Regions from separate parts of the Xenopus laevis genome. Here region 1 is linked to region 2. Evidence: chromatin contacts called from public Hi-C data. All regions are on one chromosome and are shown on one strand. Each heading gives the region's core, a stretch centred on a gene start, on an enhancer-like site or on the middle of the called end of the contact. The rest is flanking DNA. Distances are from core to core; before and after follow the strand shown. Region 1 overlaps sema4b.L (semaphorin-4B). Region 2 overlaps sema4b.L (semaphorin-4B).

Evidence for each region. A called contact is a pair of places that touch in the nucleus more often than the background predicts.
Region 1: a contact with region 2 is called in a Hi-C map of the XTC cell line, with 2.4 times the contacts expected there. The contact joins two enhancer-like sites. A contact is called at or near these places in 2 of 4 Hi-C or Micro-C datasets (the XL177 cell line and the XTC cell line).

Annotation. Positions count from the first base shown.
Region 1 is chr3L:114,093,543-114,096,823 of Xenopus_laevis_v10.1, reverse strand. The region is part of intron 2 of sema4b.L (semaphorin-4B); the gene reads left to right. Among protein-coding and RNA genes, the nearest start is that of sema4b.L, 50 kb to the left of the region's middle. Within about 2 kb of position 1,458, at least 2 of the 7 cell types and tissues checked have an H3K27ac peak or open chromatin away from gene starts, as enhancers often do.
Region 2 is chr3L:113,999,485-114,002,668 of Xenopus_laevis_v10.1, reverse strand. It overlaps sema4b.L (semaphorin-4B), which reads left to right. Exons shown (of 16, transcript XM_041586835.1): 13 at 330-445; 14 at 1,659-1,825; 15 at 1,912-2,003; 16 at 3,131-3,184. Among protein-coding and RNA genes, the nearest start is that of cib1.L, 27 kb to the right of the region's middle. Within about 2 kb of position 1,753, at least 1 of the 7 cell types and tissues checked has an H3K27ac peak or open chromatin away from gene starts, as enhancers often do.

The sequences.
Region 1 (3,281 bases), core at 209-2,708, 94 kb before region 2:
TTAACAAGATAAAGCAGGTTGTCTAATGGTTTTTGCACCAGCTAGGAATAAATAATGTAATTGATGCATAGTCTCAGAGGGAATAAAATAATGTACACCAAGGTTATTCTGCCTAACGGGATGACAAATTATAGTAAAAGGGATCGTTTTCAGCTAGAGCAAACAAAGCAATCATTCAGCAGGGCCCTAATAAATACACAGAAGATGATACATTGATGGTATGGGACATAATATATTGTAGATTTGAGTAAGATATTAAAGATTTACTGCTTTCAACTATGATCCAATATGTCTTGTCATGCTAGTCATAATGTATACAATGCTGTCGCTCCACGCCTTGGTTTCTTTCAGATCTTAATAGTCAGATGCCCTGATAGTCTTTATAATTACTTTTAAATGTTTAACCCTTCACCCGACACAGATGGTAGAATTTACAGTGCCTGTAGCCAACTAGGTAACTGCCAAGTGCTTTATAGTCTGTGTTTCTGGGATCTTTGTTATTCTTTGTGATGTTCACATGAAGCCTGCCATAGCTGACAGCACAGGGTTAACCTGCCTTTTATAATGTGTGTGATTTTCTGTCAGATTTTAAGGTTCAGATATTAAAAATGTAGGTGTTTTTAAAGCTCAGTGGTTTGTTTGTTCTGACAGAGCTGTCGTTCCACAACTCTCCTAGTTATAGGAGTCTAAGCTTTCCCAGGCAGCAGAGTAGTAAACTTAAACATGGCTCTCAGGTTAAGGGCAATTGATCCTGTTATGTGTCTTGTGACACCATTTCTCTTGTGAGACCGAGATCCTAAGGGCAGAGACACATGCCTCCCCTGCCTTCCCGCCGGCTAGAATGTAATTCTCCTGTGGGATGGCATTCAGAGCGATTCGTTTTCCAAAGTCGCCCAAAGTTTCCTCGTGAGTAGGCAATTCGGGGAGATTAGTCACCCTGAAGATAAAGGAGATTTGTCGCCAGGTAACTAATCTCCCCAAATCGCAGCGTGTGTCTCTGCCCTAAATGTGCATCTAAAGTCTCTGCCAAATAAGCAAGTCAGGACAAGTGTTAAGTTTAGACAAATGAGACTATTCTGTTTCATAGGTGTAATGTTAATTAGGGTAGAGTGAATACACTATTTGAGATTCCTAACTGAATCCAAACCCTAATCTGCAAATACCCACCCCTATATACATATGCAAATTTGGATTCGGTTCAGCCAGGCACAAGGATTCAGACGAATCCGAATCCTGCTGAAAAAGGCTGAATCCTAGATTCAGTGCATCCCTAATGTTAATGCAGTGATACGGTTCTGCAGTAATAGTATTTAGACTTTCGGATTATAGCAATATTATTTAAATGAGGTTAAAACAGTTGGGTTACCATCATTCGTGCATTATATGTAATGTCTACCACCCCCCTAATTAAAGGGGAATAGATATTTACAAAAATGGGGCAAGGTACAAAAAAACAAAGCATGTTTTGCCCTTTGCACCATGGTTGACTTGAATTTACAAGTTTCTCCTCTCTCTCTCTCTCTTTATGTAGGGTAATAGGGTAAATTGGTTACCTTTGCCAGTGGCGAAACCTGCATAGGGGTGGGATGTTGGTGCCAGGGGTGGGGGTGATGTTTAGTAGACAGGGTTGGCCTTTGGGGCAGATATCTGTCCAGATTTCAGATCATCGAAACCCAGACAGGCAATTCTGAGCAAAACAACCAAAAGAGAAAATCGGATGTTGGCTCAAGACTAGACAGGTGGCTACCTGCAGGCCCCATTGGGGAGACCTCTGCAGTTTGGTAACCATTGCCTTAAGGGGTAGAATTACTCCTGCATTCTCTACTGCAATATCTCCAGGAAAAGGCTAGAATGATGGCAGGAATGTAAATTATAGATATTCTTTAATGCCCTGACAAACTGGCGGAAAGAAAGATTGAGCAGCTGGTGTTGGTGGAGTGTCACAATTACAATATCAAGGCACAGTGAGAGATGCCTGGATGGGATTTGCATGGGAAATTGCTTCTCTAATCGCAAAGACTAAAGGTCCCCATAGAGGCAAAGATTTCTCTTGCCGAACGATTGATTTTAGCGAAGTCCTACCAATCCTTCGACATCGTGCGGTTAGTGGGATTCGAACGATCAAACATCTGTTAGAAAATTAATCGGCCAGGTTAAAAAATCTTTATCGGTCCCAGTGCAATGTATCTATGTCTGCAGAAACAAGCAGACAGCTACCCTTTGTTTTCCTGGCAATATCGCCTGAAATGGTCTTTTTAGTTGATGGACAATTCGTACGATCATTTCGAGATAATCGTGGTCTCACGATGTCGATCGGATCTTTTAAAAATCTTTACATCTATGGTCAGCTTAAGCAAGTAGATAGGTATCTCGGGATCCAGTTTATACCTGATTTGCCTTAGCAAAGCAATTTTCAATTTAGGGATAAGCTAGAAACCAGTGACTGAAAGAATGACTCAGTTTAGCCCAGGGAAATAGAACACGAGAGAAATAGAACACAAGGGAAATAGAGCTGCTGACGTGAAGGCAGAGTCATCATACAGAACCTGACTGACGTACAGTGTCGGACTGGCCCACTGGGATACCAGGAAAACTCCCGGTGGGCCAGGTGTCAGTGTGCATGTTGCTTCTAATCATTTGGCCTATTTCATTGTTATTCACTATTTCTTTATGGGAACAAAGAGGCATATTAATGGAAGAAAAGAGTATAGTATGTAGTGTAAAAAGGAGAATAAAGAGATTATATACTTGTTTGGAAAGTGGGCCCTCAAACTAAGATTTTCTGGTGGGCCCCTGGCGTCCCAGTCCAACACTGCTGACGTAACAAACGGTATCTCTTTTTTTCACCTTAAGGACCAGTAACCATATGTATATATATATATATATGTATTATATACACACACACATTTTTTACATTTAAAATGTGCATGTGTTCATCTGTTCTAATTTATAATAGTAACATTTAATTTTTATTCTATAATTTTGCAGAGAACTATTAATAGCATTTGCACCTGTTTACCTTCTGCATAAGAACTTAAACCATTGCATTCTGCCATGAAATTGACCCCCTATAGCCCAAATTATATTTCAATGGCTGCCCCCATGGCTACACAATACCCGCAAATACACAATTTTACCACTGCAGGCTAACAGTGCTTTTTATTTATATTTTTGTAATGCATTTTTTTTGTATTATTGGTCTTTAAGTAGTATTGTTGTATAATATTGTACAGTGAATATATTTTGTGAGGCCTAAAAAGGAGAGAAAATCTAAATTCATC
Region 2 (3,184 bases), core at 504-3,003:
GAATTTCCTAATAACAGCACTGGGTTTACAACCTGTGCCCTTCTGTTGTAGAAGAGGCCGACTACACAACATTCTCTAATAGGCATGTGCATTGGAGAACGTATTTGCTTTAGTCAGGGGCACTAGTAGAACTGTACTTTGCTATGCCTTTCTACGTGTCAAGACTGTGGGCACAAGCCCAAATATGCTCAACAGATTGTAGCTGATTATTGAGTATTTTGAGACAAATTGGTTTAGGTCCTTTCATAATAAATGTGAGTTATTTCATGACCCTCTGCATCTGATGGTCATTTTTCATTAATCTTACTTTGTCTCTTTCCAACCTCTAGATGATGGCAGATTACACAAAGCCGTGAGTGTAAATAAAATGGTTCACATCATTGAGGAGATCAAGCTTTTTCAGGATATGCAGCCAGTACAAGAGCTACTGTTAGATCCCAGCAAGGTAATTGGCAAAGTTCTGGCAGATCCGAACATCATACGGTTAATGTCCTTACTTACATCCCAAGAAGATCAGTGTGAATAGGCTTCCTTGCTAAATTCTACTGACTGTATCTCTAGGCAAACAATTCACTGTGAGACTATGTCCAGAGGTGTTTAGCAACAGTGCTCAGATTTCAATGTGTATGTCTATAGGGGGTAATATGTCACAAGTCAGATAGATATAACAATAGTAGTGCTGAACGATCCAATGGAAATATATTCGAGCTGGCAGCAGCACTAAATCTGTAATAGGAGATATTTTTATCTATGAACACATTGTGCAAAGAGTCATCAAGGAGAAGCTCAGGGACAAAGTACAAACTCCCCACATGAGAAGGAAGTAAACTGGCTTAATTTAAGTAAAGTAGTGTGAAATAATATGATCTGTAGTGATAATGTGAAGGCAGGCATATGATTCTTTCATTTATAAACACCAGGCAAATGTGCACCTGGGCAGTAACTCATGGCAACCAATCAGGTAATTGCTTTCACTGTTCAACCTGCAGCTGGCTGAAAAAGCTAATCACTGATTGGTTGCTGTGGGTTACTGCCCAGATGCAAATTTGCCCAGTGTTTATAAATGAGCCCCACCGTGTGATAAAGGAAGTATTTTAGAACCTGTTGTATACATTTTTAGGGAGTTTCTGCCTCTCCTTTGCTATTGCCTTCTCAGTTTGCGATGCACGTTTTTTTAATGTTCATTTAGTCCGTCTAAAACTGAAAAACCGTTAAAACCATTACAGATTTTTTAATCAATGTAAATTGGAAAGTTGCTTAGCATTACATTTTCACTATGCAACCGTTTCCAACATCCTGTGTTTTTTATGAAAGCAGTGAGTTTTGTGAAGGCGAATAGGCACGTTAGTCCTGTTTTCACTGAACTTTGAACAGTCCCTATGAGTGAGTAGGATAATTTATTACCACTTCCCCTCCCAGTTCATTGTTCTGCCTACATAATGAGCTCACCCTTATTTATAATACGAGACGAAAGGGATGGGCCTCTTTTTACCATGCTAATATAATTGCCTCTATTCTTGATAAAGCAAATCTTGAAAAGTAAAATAAATTCTTAAAGACACCACCTGTTTTCGTTTCAGTTATCTAAAAAGGAGTTCTTGCTCAGCTAGTATAATAGCCCAAGAAAAGCTAACATATAATCCTTTATGTACATGCAGGGCCTCATTTATGCCTCTTCACGTTCTGCGGTGGTGCAAGTTCCAGTGTCTAACTGCAGCATGTACAGGAGCTGTGGGGAATGCATCCTCTCTCGCGATCCTTATTGTGCATGGAGCAAGAAAGGTTGTCACAGTGTCCCGCATCATACACATGACACAAAAAAACAGTAAGTAGCCTTATTAGGAACCTGTATACTGTAGCTATAGCTGAAAGGGTCATACCCATTTTAATTTGGCATTTTCTCTCGTACAGACACTGGGTTCAAGATATCGAAGATGCAAACACAGATGCACACTGCAAGCAAAATAACAACTCAGAAGCTGTTGGCCGTCCTGCTAAGCCTGATGGTAAGTTTAAGAATAGAAGCAGTTAATTGTTAAATGCATGTCCTAATTAGAAAGTGGATTCATCAGTTTATTGTTTTTTCTAAAAATTACCTGTAATAAAATGAAGATGCTGTTATGATCTGCATTATCCTGGAGAATTTGGCAGTTGAATATCTGATGACTTTGCTACATCTGTACTGTATATCCAAATTTTTACTGCAATCTGGGCTCTTTTTTAGCCATGTGCGGCCCAGATGTATGAGAACTTGGAAAAAAGTGTTTAGCTGTTGAAAGTCTTCCTACATTGGTTTCTTTAAAACACGTGCCAGATGATTTACAAGAAACTTGGTTTCACCTAGAATATATCCAAGCATGTAGAAAGACATGTTTCCGTTGCTTTTTGGAAGATGCTGCAAACGGTGATAAATAAAATGCTGTACACTATTCCTTTTAACCACTGTCATATTGATGAGATGCTGGCTGGTTAAAGGATCAGTAATATAAATTTTTTTAAAAAAACGTTAGTATAGAACGGAAAAAAAACACAAAGACGTATTAAACTTTTAAATCGCTACGTCTTTATTAAGAAATAATGTACCAAAACTCCGCTTGCGCACCTCTTCAGAAAAGGGGACACGGCGACAATCCATCATGCGGCGCTCGATTTCTCCTCCCTGGCTATCTCCTATAAGGAAAGCAGGGAGGAGAAATCAAGTACCGCACAATGGATCTGGGAATCGCCTTTTCTGAAGAGGAGCGCAAGCGGAGTTTCGCTTATTTCTTTATAAACCCCCTATTTCACCCTGTCTCCCGTTTGCATCAGAAGGAGAATAAATCCTTCCTATCTCTGAACGTGCAATTGGAAAGAATATCCAAAAACACAAGGCTACTGATAACCGTCTTGCTTAAAATATCCAAACCTTTCTTAAAGCTATCTGTCAGTACAGCTGGCCTAGGGAGTGAATTCTACAACTTGCTGTTAAAAACAAGGACAATATCTTTCTGACCCTTGCTGCTGTTGAATAGCATTGTTTGTTGCAGCAGGTTCTCACCATAGCTATCAAAATGTTCTGTGCATATAATATAAGTCCCTTAGTAACAAACAGTATTAAATGGAAGAATTGATTTGTTGTCTTCTTTTTTAGAACCAGAATGTCTGATAATCTCAATGGAATCGAATTCAGCGGATACACTCCCTT